4 separate regions of the Sus scrofa genome follow, and all the other regions are linked to region 1. Evidence: chromatin contacts called from public Hi-C and HiChIP or PLAC-seq data. All regions are on one chromosome and are shown on one strand. Each heading gives the region's core, a stretch centred on a gene start, on an enhancer-like site or on the middle of the called end of the contact. The rest is flanking DNA. Distances are from core to core; before and after follow the strand shown.

Region 1 (3,099 bases), core at 432-2,931:
TTTAGTACCTCATCTTCTAGTGCTAAATACAATATTAGTGTATTATATAGTATACTGAGATCCTAAATGCTTTAGGAGACACTAAATAACTATGAAATATATATATATGATTTGTATTGATTACATATTAGTGACTGAAAGTATTTATATAACACTGCCCAACATAGATGTTTATATTATGCTAAGTAAGTAAGTCAGACAAAGACAAGTACTATATGATATCACGTATATGGGGCTTCTAGTGAATAAAACAAAAAGCAGACTTGCAGATATAGAGAACAAAGTAGTGGTTACCAATGGGAGAGGGAAAGGAGGGAGAGGCAAGATAGGGATGAAGGAGAAAAGTGTTATGGGATTATATGAAATCATATGTGTGAAACTTTTGAAAATTGTAAAGCACTGTCCAATTTAAAGAGTCTTGAGAGTTCCCTGGTTGTGTAGTGGTTAGGACTTAGCACTTTCACCACTGCAGCCCAGGTTTAATACTTGGTCTGGGAACTGAGATTCCCACATCAGGCTGTTACACAGTGTGGCCAAAAAAAGTTACTGTTGTTATTATTATTTAAAAAATCATTCATTAAAAATTTTTAATTAAAAAAATGAAATATAATGCAAGGATATGCCTTTTGTTGTATATTTTGTATTATAAATTTATTTAGAGTCAAATTTTCAAATGTTTTATGCTTAGCTATTTAAGAACACGCACTTTTAATTTATTTAAATATAGTTTCTATTACCCATACTTGTGCCCTCAATTTTAGAAAAATATTACTTAGTTTGTTTTAGCTACAAAAAAGTCTTTATAACTACTTGATTTTTATCAGCCAAAGTAATTTTCAGACTATTTGGCCTAAAAATTATTGAGACAGATAAATGAATTAGTAGACCAGGGCGTAAATTAGAAACTTCGTATTAAGCTTATGGTTGATAAGATTTTTTAGATTTTTTTTTATAACTAACATTTATCCACTTCTTATGTAAGGTAGTAAAAGAAAGTTAAAAGTTTCTTTATATGGATAAAAATATCCTCAAACTGTATTATTTATTTAAGGACTTTGGAGACGTTTTAATAGAAGCTTAACATTAATTTTTAATTCACAAGAAAACAACATGTCAGTGGGGGTAGCGTGCATATTAGATAGCAATATTACCTCTTTGATCATATCCGTATGTCAGATTTCTGCTTTATAAAGAAAGATGGGAAGCTGATATAGCCCATTTTGTATAGTACTTGCGATAATTTTATATTCTATCTCTTGAACTCATTCATTTTGATAGTACATTATCATTTTTAGATTCTGGTTGGTGTTTAAATTTCAGTAACTGAAGGTCATTATTCATATTGCAACTGGACTAAAAAGTTTTTAATACTAGCATTAACTTTTGAATTATGTTCTAGCTCTTAGATTTTGCAGCATGTTTAGTTTCTTTTCATTTCTTATTAGTATTTTTCAGTACTTAATAGTCTCCTGCTCCCACCTCCAACAAGAACTCTCCTCTCTGTTCAACATCAGAAACATTTTCCTCTTTGGCATGTGCTTTTAGTTCCCCAAGCAGTATAAGCAAATTGGAAAGTTCAGCTGTCATTCTTGGAAGGTCATAGATCACACTAGCAGCCTGGGTAATCCAAGAGGTTTTAAGTATCATAGCATTTAGTTTAAAGTGAAATTTGCTCTGACAGAGCTGGCAGACCAATAGGAAAAAGAAATATTTGTGCTTGGAGAAGTGCATATGTAGAGACCAAGAGTCTAACTGATGGCTGGAAGTGATTTCAGTCTAAAAAAACAAATCATTAAGAGAGTGCATAGGGGTAAAATACACAGTTCATATTTTAAAGAGTCTCAAAATGAACCAGCAACTAAGGTTAGCATTACATAGTAATTAGCTGTGGTGTTCAGGCTTTAACTCACTCAGTACCAGACAGTATAGTTAAACTATCACTGTGAAAACATCGCTACTTAAATTCTCTACTTTAAGCCTACAGCAGTAATTTTTGTACCTTAAAAAAAATCAAAGTATTATGACAGATTATATAAATGCTGAACCAGTAACAGACAAACAATTATTTAAAGGAGGTGCTAATGACTCAGTTTATTGACCTAGGGGTTACTTAAGTAGTTCAGCAAGTTCCCTTAACATTTGGTGGTGTGAAATGAGGCATTGCTAGATATTATAGAACTGCTAATTTCAAGAAGTCCTTGTATTTAATTGAAGAAGTGGAAGTTAAAGATGACTAGATTGTATAATTTCATTGAATGATTGATGTAAAAAATTTGAGACCATTACAGGTTTCAATAAGTATTCCCTTCAGCTTCATAATCACATCTGACGGCCTCTATTAAGCACCTATTAGAGTGTTTTTTCAGTTAATTGCTACAAATAAGGAGAAGGAAAACACCTTCTAATGGCTCCAGTTATTTCTCTCAAGTTATTGTTCTTTCAAGAAAGCTAAATTTGAGCTACAGGAATACAAGGTTTATAAATTCTTTCCTTAGATGTGCAAAGAGATGAGAGTAAAATGGAAGGGACTTCTAGCAAGATGGACTGGAGGTCCATCCTCGAGCTGACTTGGAAGACCCATGTCCTATATAGATATAGAAAAGGTGGACAAAATATAACAAAAAGTTATAATTCATGACCAAATTCACACACAGACACACACAGACACACACACACACACAGACACACACACACACACACAAGAGCCACCACAAGAATACTGAACTAGGTACAGGTTACATAATACAGGAAGATGGAACTGATGCCCTATATAAAGCCTAGAACTTCAAAGAGCTGCCTTTTTCTCATCAGTTGAAAAGAGGATTAGATTTTGATTCACTAGCCCTTTTAATTCACAAAACCAAAACTTGTCTTCTGCCCTACAGCCCTAGATGGGGAGGATAGTCAGTCATTCATGAGGAAGAGGAATCATACGCTTGTTCCAAGTACACTCATGGGGTCAGAATTTATACTATACATCTAATTCAGGGAATCCCAAGTCAAGAAATTATCATTAAAGTTGTTTCAGGACAGCGAAATCCCCAGGGCCTTGATATATTATAAACAAATACAGAACCTCTGTAGGAATATTTCCAAGCT
Region 2 (3,099 bases), core at 228-2,727, 660 kb before region 1:
CCTAGGGAAATTTACTTTTAAAGAGAGACCCACAAAATCCTTTTGGAAGTGCTCTTTGGTGATTTAAATAATCATTTCCAACGTCTGTTTTTCAAACTCGGGAGCTGAGTTTTTGAAGTGTATTTAGCTCTTAAAGTGGACAATAGGACCATATTTCATTTGTAAACGTTCAGTTTGCACGGCATATTCAGTGAGACTTCCACCATTTTTTTTTTTTTACTTCCACCATTTTAAAGTTTTTCTTTCTAGAAATATTTTATATTTGAAGGCTTGCCTATTTTCTATCATCTCATGATTTTTGTATTTCTTTTTTGAAATGCACGTTGCTTAAACATAGGTTCCAAATTACCTCGTGAGACATATAATAGGGAAACTATCACTAGCTTGATTTTAGATACAAGGCTACATAAAAGAGTGATGACCCAACTGGCCTGAGTTGCAGCAGCCAGGACAAGAACACAGTTCTTCTGACCTCTGTCCCACATCCTACAGTCATCTAAAACCACACTCTTCAAAGTATGGACCAAGTGTCAACAGCATGGCCCTCACATGGCAGCACGTTAGAGGCACAAATCCCAGGTCCTGCCACAGACTCACTGAATCTGAGTCTGCACCGTAACACGATTCCAGATGATTCACTTGCCCAGTAATCTGTGACGAGCCCTGCTCTAGGCCATCAGACTACTTTAACTCTAAGGACATATTTTCTTACAGCTCTGGTTTCCAATAGGATTCCCCACTTGAGGACCTCACTGCTTTCATTCCTAGGACTGTAAAACCCCACTTTCTTCAACAGAGTTAATTCCCACTTAAACCCTGCCCCCAGCAGCCACCCTCTTTCCCCTCTGACAAGTTACCTTTTCAGTGTCTTCCGTTAGAATCCGTTATGAAGCCCCTCGTGTAAACAACATCTTGGGAGGGACGAGGATCTATTTTTGAAAGTGTGAAAGGGAGAAATGAGCCAAATGCGTTCAGCAGATGTCAGGCAGCACTGTGACCACGATCAAATGAGGGGAGGTGGAGAAGGAGAAGGTTGGGGGGAGGAAAATTGTGGATAAGGATGGCTGGCCTCTCTTTCACTTGTCATTAGTTGTCTTTGAAGCCCAGCCCTCCCTCTGGAAAGGGCACTCCAGACCAATACTGCAGAGCCAGGCCATTCTCTACCTTTCACAGGAAAGGATGTTTCTGCAGAAAAGATTCTTGACTACTTCATCTAAAACAGCAGTCAAAAGTCTAGGACTTGGTTAATCCCTGCTACCCAAGAGGCAAAGCACTACAAGATAATGAGTCTTAATAACTTTGGTGCTTCTGTGTGCTTTCATTTGCTTAAGGAAACAGTTCTAAGCTAAGCAGTGAGCATATGGGCCAAAGACAAGCTTTTTTCAACTGGCTACGGGTAGATAAAGAAGACACCTGCCAGGACAGTAGTGGCCTGTTAGAGAATACTTTGCTCCTCCCAGTGACTCAGTTGCCTGCCTGACATCATCACCTCTAACATGCTCAAGGGAATGAAAGAGGTCAGGACGTGCTATAAATAGAGTGACCCATACATCTCTGTTTGCCAGGGACAATCCCAGTTTATGCCTGTTGTCCTAGTGTCATTATTAATAGTACTCCCCTTTCACTCTCAAAAGTGTCCCAGTTTGAATGATAAATTATACAGCCTCCACTCTGGATATAAAAGACACCCAGAAAAAAAAAAATGTTTTGGCTGTTTCCCATCCCATAATTCTGACCATATGCACGCTATTGCTTTGAGTCTTGGTTTCCTCCTCTCTTCTTCCAGGGGAGAGCTGTGGAAGTCAGCAAACTGACCCTCTGGCAAAACTGTCTGCTCACTGTCCCCGAGTTGCATGACCAAGGCACATCATTTATTCCAGGGGGTGCCTGCACACCCCACAACGTGGACCTCAGCTGCAGGCAGGCCTCACAGATCTGAGACAAAGCCCTGAATCAAACAGGCATGTTTATGTAGTTCTCCAATCTTATACTTTTTACTATTTTTGATATCATATAAGGTTTAATTTGAATGAAAATATGGTTATGTGGCAAATATGTTGGACAGAAAGAGGAATCATGAGCACTGGCTCTAATTCTGCTTGCTGAAGGCTTAAACTTGGGCAAGTGTTCAGTCTCTTCTTTGGAACCAGATCAAGGACAGAGCTGCCACACGGGAGCATCCAAGGATTAACCAAGAGAAATGCCTTTTAATGAACGTCACATGTGAGATAACTACTTTGACATAAGAGTATCAACAGAAATAGCAAGTTCATGTTCCATAACACAAAAAGTGTATCGTTTCTTTTGCTTTTCATCACTTGTTTTTCTTTTATATTTTCTTAACAAGACTTATATTTCCTACCAAGCTTCAAAATGTGAAATCATAATGTATTTTGGTTCTAAACATAGCAGAAAAATCTCCAAGTAACAAAATAGCTTTTGCCACTTTCAGAAATTGATCAAAATATAAACACTTCAGTCAACATTGGGTCAAAAAAAAAACCATTATTATTGATTAAATTACTGCTTAAACCATCATTTTTTCTACTTAAATCTGGAGATTAATTTATTCTTCATACAGAACATGAACAATCAGATTCTATGAAATGTTGAATTATTTTTTACAAACTCTGCCTAAGAGAGAAATGATATAAAAGTATACCATGAACTGAGTAAGAAGTACTAGGTTATATGATTTTAAGTGAAAGGAGCAGAATAAAAAATAGTATTTACACTAAATCTATACTATATAAAATACTGAATTCTAATTGTAAAAATAAACGAACTATCTCAAGGTGGCGCAATTATGAGTGTTTTTAAAAAGTGTATCTAGTTTTTCTACATAATCTTCCAAATTAAAATAGAACACTCCCCCCCCAAAGCACACATAAATTCCATGTTAATAATTTCAGTTAGATTCCCATGTACAAAGTATATATTGAGGCAGGCACTGGGATTTGAATTTCCACTGAGGTCCAGATAATGTAGCCCAATGTAATTAAGGGAGTATTCATCCCCATTCATGCAGTGTACTGCCCTCATCCTCTCACTAGTTAGGACCACATGATAGTCATCTGCCTTATTGGAACTGGTATAAAA
Region 3 (3,099 bases), core at 349-2,848, 630 kb before region 1:
ATATGGAGGTTCCCAGGCTAGGGGTCTAATAGGAGCTGTAGCCGCTGGCCTAGGTCAGAGCCACAGCAACATGGGATCCGAGCTGCGTCTGCAACCTACACCACAGCTCACGGCAACGCCGGATCATTAACCCACTGAGCAAGGGCAGGGATTGAACCCTCAACCTCATGGTTCCTAGTCGGATTCGTTAACCACTGCGCCACGACGGGAACTCCTGATATATTCTTAACTGTATAAAACCATTCAGCAAAAAAAGACTAGAAAGAAATAAAATGTTAAGAGTGTTCACCTCTGAGTGACGCCAATAATAGATATTTTTCTCTTATTGCCTTCTCACACTCTTCTCTATTTTCTATGACGGGCTTATCTTACATTGACTATGAGAAAAAAGCAGATAGGATATAGGCAAGGAAAAAAATCAAAACTAAATTCCTCTTATACTTGTAAGGTGATTGTGAATATATACACTTTTCATATCTGATATGATAACCCTTTAAGAAAGACAATTGTTCCCATTTTCACAATAAAGTAACTGAGATTCAAAAAGTTGAAGTGATTTGCCCAGTGGAAACCAGTTAGGTGCCACAGCCAAAAATGGGACACAGCTTATTTTACGTCAGTTCTCTCTGATTTCCCTTTCTCCTTGCTCCCTCCTGGACCAATGGGAGTGTTTGTGTGTGCACGTGCGTGTGTGCACACTCAGGCCTACTTGCATGTTCACATTCCACATCTCTTCCAAGTCATACGTGTTTCAGAAGTGGGTCTGTTCATATATGTGGCTCCTAACCTCACCAGACTAGAGCATGCTCCTTGGCATTTGGTTTGCTGTGTTCCAAAGATCTATCACAGGGCCGTCACTTGTGGGTGACCTCCTCCAAAAATCACAGGAGTTTGGATGGTTTTATTTAGCTCTATTAGATTCAGAGAATGTGCCAGGCAGATTCTCAATCCAAAAATAATCTCCTTTTATTGGTGCTCTAAATTAACTCATGGAGGAGTGAGTCGAGCTAAATTACAGCTTTCATACAGTGAGGCCCCAGGATTTTTACTGAGTGGCAAACGGTTTTCTCTCTGTGAGAACTTTACTATTTCCTTCCTCTAAGAGAGGCTATGTTTAGATGCAAAGAAAGTGGCTGAAAGCAGATCTTGGAGAACTCATTTTATTTGACAAAGATTCTTAGTTTGAGTCCCCCGTGTGGAATATTTAAGATTTTATAGGTTTTGCCTGGCTTTTAAAGTAATTTTCATGTAAATAAAGAGATACTGATCTCTAGCACAAATGGCAAAATGTGTTCTTTGCCCGTTTTTAACTGGAAAAGTGGATCATAAGAGTTATTCGGTGAGATCTTTTTACTTAAAAAGAACATCGGACAGCTTGGCAAATCTTAACCACATCCCTGCTGGACTGCCAGCTATACTGTATGTTATCTTTTCATAACTATTGGAACTCTGTGGCACATTCTTCTCTGAGAACTGTACATTAGGGAATAGGCAATTGAAGATAAATATAAGATATTGAGATTCAAGGTGGCCTCTTCTCCTCTAATACAGACATGCCACGGCTGGTTGTGACTAAGGATGCATTTGCTAGCCTTCCCACAGTGTGGGAGTAACACCCACTGAGTTTCCAAGTAGCAGGCCAGGCCCATCTTACTGTTGTGCGGCCCTGGCACTTTCACATGTCACTGTCTCCCTTGCTTCTGCCTCTCCACCACCTTGCATGAGTGACCAGTGCAGCTGTAAGGTGTGGATCCTTTCTGTCCCTCTGTGTGCTGGCTTTAGGACACACACCACCACAGGGAGAGGAAACTAAAGGCCCAAGCCTCTTAGATTGAAACATGGAGGAAAACATGTCTATATTTTATTTTTCCACATGAACACCTAGAAGGTCCAAGAAAAAATCATCCTAAATTGCTCTAAGCCTCTGCTACACTGTGGCAACTGAGGTTCCAGCAAAGGTCCCAAAGAATAGACCAAAAAGAGTACAACCAGGCAGTGAAGTGAAAGGAGAAGATGCAATCAGGACAGTTGTGGGGAAAGATGTGAGTTCATACCTCTTACGGATTTCTTGTTGACTAGAGACATTAGTTTCTAGTAGGAGCTAATAGGAAGTGATTTTTTTAACTTAAATACATATAAACTTTTTAAAAAATAAAAATCAAGTAAACAAATAAAGTAAATTGTTCCAAGACCTCAAATACATCTAGTTTCATATTTTCTTTTTATTATTTATAAGTAACTTAATTTTATAACAATTAATACCAATATGGGGCTATAAGCTCATAAAATAAAAACTTGAAAAATGATTCCTCATTGAAATGAGCAAAAAAACACATCCACAATTATTAGTCAATATGAATTATTAACCAGATTATTGATTATGTGTTGCGGATTTAATATTTTAAAATCACGAACACTGCTTCAGTTGCTCTCTTATTTTAGCACAGTTCAATGTCCACTGAATCTAAGAGTTTTGCAGTCATATTTCTTTGATGTTTGACTCTCTTGCCAGCATACAAATCTAAAAATGGCAGCGATAGTCTCTACTTTCCTTTTTGAGTTTTTTGTTTTTATTTTTAATTTTTTATTGAAGTAGAGTTTATTTACACTATTGTCATTATTACACTGGGAAGCGATTTGAACTAATAAGAAGTACAATTGACTGGAAGTTGACATGTCCAAGTGAAAAGAACTCAAGCACAGCTGGCGGTATAGAGGCTTTTAGTCCTGACTTTGAAGAAGAATACGTTCGCCTCAACAAATTGCGTCTGAGAATCTCATGCCTGTACAAACGCCCAGTGCGAAAGAATGACTTTTCCACCCCAGAACGCATCCTCCTTCACCAAGCATATGTGAACAGACAGATAATGATAGCATCCTAAATATATCCTAGACAGATTTTTCTAAAAGAGGGGGAGGGACAATTGTTGAATGTTTAGATATGTAGTATTTATCTAGCATCATATTTTGACTGGTTGCAACCAGAAGGAAGCTATGGAAAAGCCATTTGTGGAATGTAATGGGCATTAAACAGGAGCTCAGGTGGCAGGCACAGCTCTGCAACTAGTTGGCTGATCTCGTGCAAATCGCCTCAGGTTC
Region 4 (3,099 bases), core at 249-2,748, 530 kb before region 1:
AGACTTGGTTTCTCTTCTTGAACAGCATGTTGCACTAGCAACAGGACTTAAGGGAAGAAGGTTAAGGTAATTTTCCTCATATGAGGATTATGACAGCACGGGCAAAAAGGCTTCAGGAACTTATTTCTCAGGTTGTGCAATAGAGCATGATGTCAGGTCCTCTTCATGCAGCAGCACCAGTCTCCCAATTCTCACACCTGCTCTCTGATGCTTGAAATTCCTTTAGCTGGGGGTTAAGATTTCCACTGCACTAATTAAAATACAAATTACTTTAAAATATTCCATTACATTAAAATGCAGACATCCTTGACAAAAATAACCTATTGACTTAAAGTTTCCCCAGAATGTAGGTAATTACTGTCTTGGTCTGTTTGAACTGCTGTAACAGAATATTTCAGGACATTCGGTCCTATCTAAAATGCCCATAAGGGTTTTTGCCCATGCCAAAAGGTCTTTGATACTTGGTCCTACGCAAAACCAATTGGCATAGACCATATGTGCTCATAGAAGTTTTGGACAGGACCAAATGTCTGCTAATGTAACAGAATAGTGTAGACTGGGTGATTTAGAAATAGCAAATTTATTTCTCAAATTCTGGAGGCTGGGAAGTCCAAGATTAAGGTGTTGGCTGAGTCAGGGTCTGGCAAAGATGACTAGATATCTTCTGTGTCCCCACATGGTGGAAGGGGTGAGGGAGTTTTCTGGGGTCTCTTATAAGGGCACAAATACTGTCATGAGGGCTCTAACTTCATGGCCTAACCATCTCCCAAAGGCTCCATCTCCCAATAAACCATCACATTGGGGGGTTAGGTTTTGACATGAACTTGGGAGGGACACAAGCATTCAGTATACAGCAACTGTCTTCAGATTTCTCAGGAACAGATTTTGAGAGAGCACTGCTCACAGAAATGGGACCTAGGCTGTACAAGATAAATGATTGTTTGCCCAGAATTTTGTCTAGGGTACAGCCTGGGATAAAATACACTGGTAAAATTAAGGTCCACAAAATAATCTTGTCCTTTGACTTTGTTTCAAAAGATTTTTAGCTATCTTCTGTGGTGATAAAGAATCATAGAAACATGGAGAGACATCTCGCAGTAAGGTATCTACCTATATGATACTTGGGCCATGGCTATTAGTAGTTTCTGAGGGAAATGCACTTGGGATAAATGAGCCAAGATACTAAATTATCTGTTATAATTCCAGCAGATAGTAGTTCCATATAGATGGCTATGGACTTTCAAGTCTGTTTGTGTCTTAACTGCTTGGTTTTTGCTTGGCTAAGAAAATGAGAAATGGACAATCCTGTAGGACATTAAAATGAGTGAAGGCTCTGGTATAAATACAGAGCTGGGTACAACTAACAGCCAGATGTACTGTACAAACGACAGTATTACCCAGCAACTGAAATAATAGCTCATGGAATGACCCTTCTAACTCCCATTATTCATTTCCTTCTCTTTCTCCTTCTCCCTCTAAGTGTGTGATACTATACACTGCAAGGTTCTTATTTCACTCCTCATATGAACCTTTGGCCTAGTGACTTCTCCCTTGAGAGATGCTATAATCACTGAGAAATGTGCTCCCTGTCACGTCTTATTGCTTAATTATGGCTCTATTTTAGGTGCTTAGAATCAATTTGGCTTGAAAAGACCTCTTACATATGCTCCTTGAACAGGCATCCATGTTATCTTTGAATTCATACCAGTCGGTTCCATTTCCATCTTGTTCTGGCTTGGGCAGTAATTATTGCCCATTGGTTCAGCAACGCCTTGAATTACTGTAATGAGCCATTATATTTATGTTCTTCTCCATGTAAGATACCATCAACCCTTTGTCAGAAAGACGTGAGTTTAAAGTTCATTTTTCCAATACTTAATTTTTTCTCTCACTGATAGATCCCAGTGGGCCCCCTATTTTAAATTACGACATGCAAAGACCTCCCCCTTTCCAATTCACTGTTCTGGTGACTACGCTTTTTTAACTCAAAATCCAAACATGTTGTTTTTTGTTTTTTTAGTTGTGTATGTGTTGCTCCTCAGAGCTAAAAGCAAACTGAGAAATGGTACATCCTAAATACATTCAGAGATTGCAGAACGCCTGGATAGAATATTTAAAATTAGGAATGGTCTAAAAATTTGAGATTTCTAGAGGATGCCTCCCTGATCATTTATTTTGCTTCCCATTAACAAGATATTATGTTCTGTTATCAGTGCTTGTTTTATGAATGGAATTTTCTCTCTCTTTTTTTTTTTTTTTTGCTTTTTTAGGGCCACACCCACGGCATATGGAGATACCCAGGCTAGGGGTCCAATCGGAGCTGCCAGTCTACACCACAGCCACAGCAACGCAGGATCAGAGCCTCGTCTGTAATCTATATCACAAGTCACAGCAACGCCAGATCCTTAACCCACTGAACGAAGCCAGGGATCAAACCCACAACCTCATGGTTCCTAGTTGGATTTGTTTCCGCTGCGCCATGACGGGAACTCCTGAATGGAAATCTTAAACCTTCAAGTACACTAAGTTTCTGAAGGACAAATGGCCCAGGTTGTATCCACTTATATAGCTCTGCATTTATGTAGTTACATATAGCTGTTTGATCAACTGCATGAGGAGACAATGTATTTTCGACAGTTGTTTGAGATTAGGAGCAGGCAAAAGTGGCCTGATATTAAGGTACAGGAGAACAGTATCCTGCTTCATCCTCTAGAGAGTAGTACAGGTCAGACCTGGGTAGATCTGTGTTGAGAAGGGATATGATTACCTTGGTCCAGGGTGGCCCCAGGTCTTGCCTTGCACACTGAGTTATATCTATCAGGGCCTTTTAAAATGCTGACTTAGCTCCTTAGAAATACAAAACCCCAAACATCATTTATAAAGGTCACTGGGAATGGCCTGGGTCAGAATAACTTGAGTTTGTTTTGTGCCAGTGCCCTGGAAAAGGAAGTTGCTGAATACTTTGATAAAGCTCCTTGAGAGTACTACGTTGCTAAAACCAAACAAAGAATGAGAGAAGTTTATGGATGAATTTTTACTCTATAATTCAAATGTCAATCCAGCAATGAAATATGTTCTATAGGAATTCCAATCAGAGAT

Evidence for each region. A called contact is a pair of places that touch in the nucleus more often than the background predicts. HiChIP or PLAC-seq counts read pairs in DNA pulled down with a chosen protein or histone mark.
Region 2: a contact with region 1 is called in an H3K27ac HiChIP or PLAC-seq map of skeletal muscle, with 12 times the contacts expected there. The contact joins two enhancer-like sites. A contact is called at or near these places in 3 of 47 Hi-C or Micro-C datasets (embryonic fibroblasts and skeletal muscle) and 1 of 2 datasets of contacts at active chromatin or transcription factors (skeletal muscle).
Region 3: a contact with region 1 is called in a Hi-C map of psoas muscle, with 3 times the contacts expected there. The contact joins two enhancer-like sites. A contact is called at or near these places in 2 of 47 Hi-C or Micro-C datasets (heart right ventricle and psoas muscle) and 1 of 2 datasets of contacts at active chromatin or transcription factors (skeletal muscle).
Region 4: an H3K27ac HiChIP or PLAC-seq map of skeletal muscle shows a contact between it and region 1, with 6 times the contacts expected there. The contact joins two enhancer-like sites. A contact is called at or near these places in 1 of 47 Hi-C or Micro-C datasets (epiblast stem cells) and 1 of 2 datasets of contacts at active chromatin or transcription factors (skeletal muscle).

The regions. Positions count from the first base shown.
Region 1 is chr4:81,093,305-81,096,403 of Sscrofa11.1, forward strand. All of the region lies in intron 19 of KIFAP3 (kinesin-associated protein 3), which reads left to right. Among named protein-coding and RNA genes, the nearest start is that of SCYL3, 39 kb to the right of the region's middle. Within about 2 kb of position 1,682, at least 1 of the 83 cell types and tissues checked has an H3K27ac peak or open chromatin away from gene starts, as enhancers often do. A contact at or near this core is called in skeletal muscle, where this site is marked.
Region 2 is chr4:80,436,299-80,439,397 of Sscrofa11.1, forward strand. All of the region lies in intron 3 of PRRX1 (paired mesoderm homeobox protein 1), which reads right to left. All of the region lies in intron 2 of LOC106510093 (a long non-coding RNA gene), which reads left to right. Among named protein-coding and RNA genes, the nearest start is that of PRRX1, 65 kb to the right of the region's middle. Within about 2 kb of position 1,478, at least 8 of the 83 cell types and tissues checked have an H3K27ac peak or open chromatin away from gene starts, as enhancers often do. A contact at or near this core is called in skeletal muscle, where this site is marked.
Region 3 is chr4:80,467,438-80,470,536 of Sscrofa11.1, forward strand. All of the region lies in intron 1 of PRRX1 (paired mesoderm homeobox protein 1), which reads right to left. Among named protein-coding and RNA genes, the nearest start is that of PRRX1, 34 kb to the right of the region's middle. Within about 2 kb of position 1,599, at least 4 of the 83 cell types and tissues checked have an H3K27ac peak or open chromatin away from gene starts, as enhancers often do. A contact at or near this core is called in skeletal muscle, where this site is marked.
Region 4 is chr4:80,564,128-80,567,226 of Sscrofa11.1, forward strand. No RefSeq gene overlaps it. Among named protein-coding and RNA genes, the nearest start is that of GORAB, 25 kb to the right of the region's middle. Within about 2 kb of position 1,499, at least 4 of the 83 cell types and tissues checked have an H3K27ac peak or open chromatin away from gene starts, as enhancers often do. A contact at or near this core is called in skeletal muscle, where this site is marked.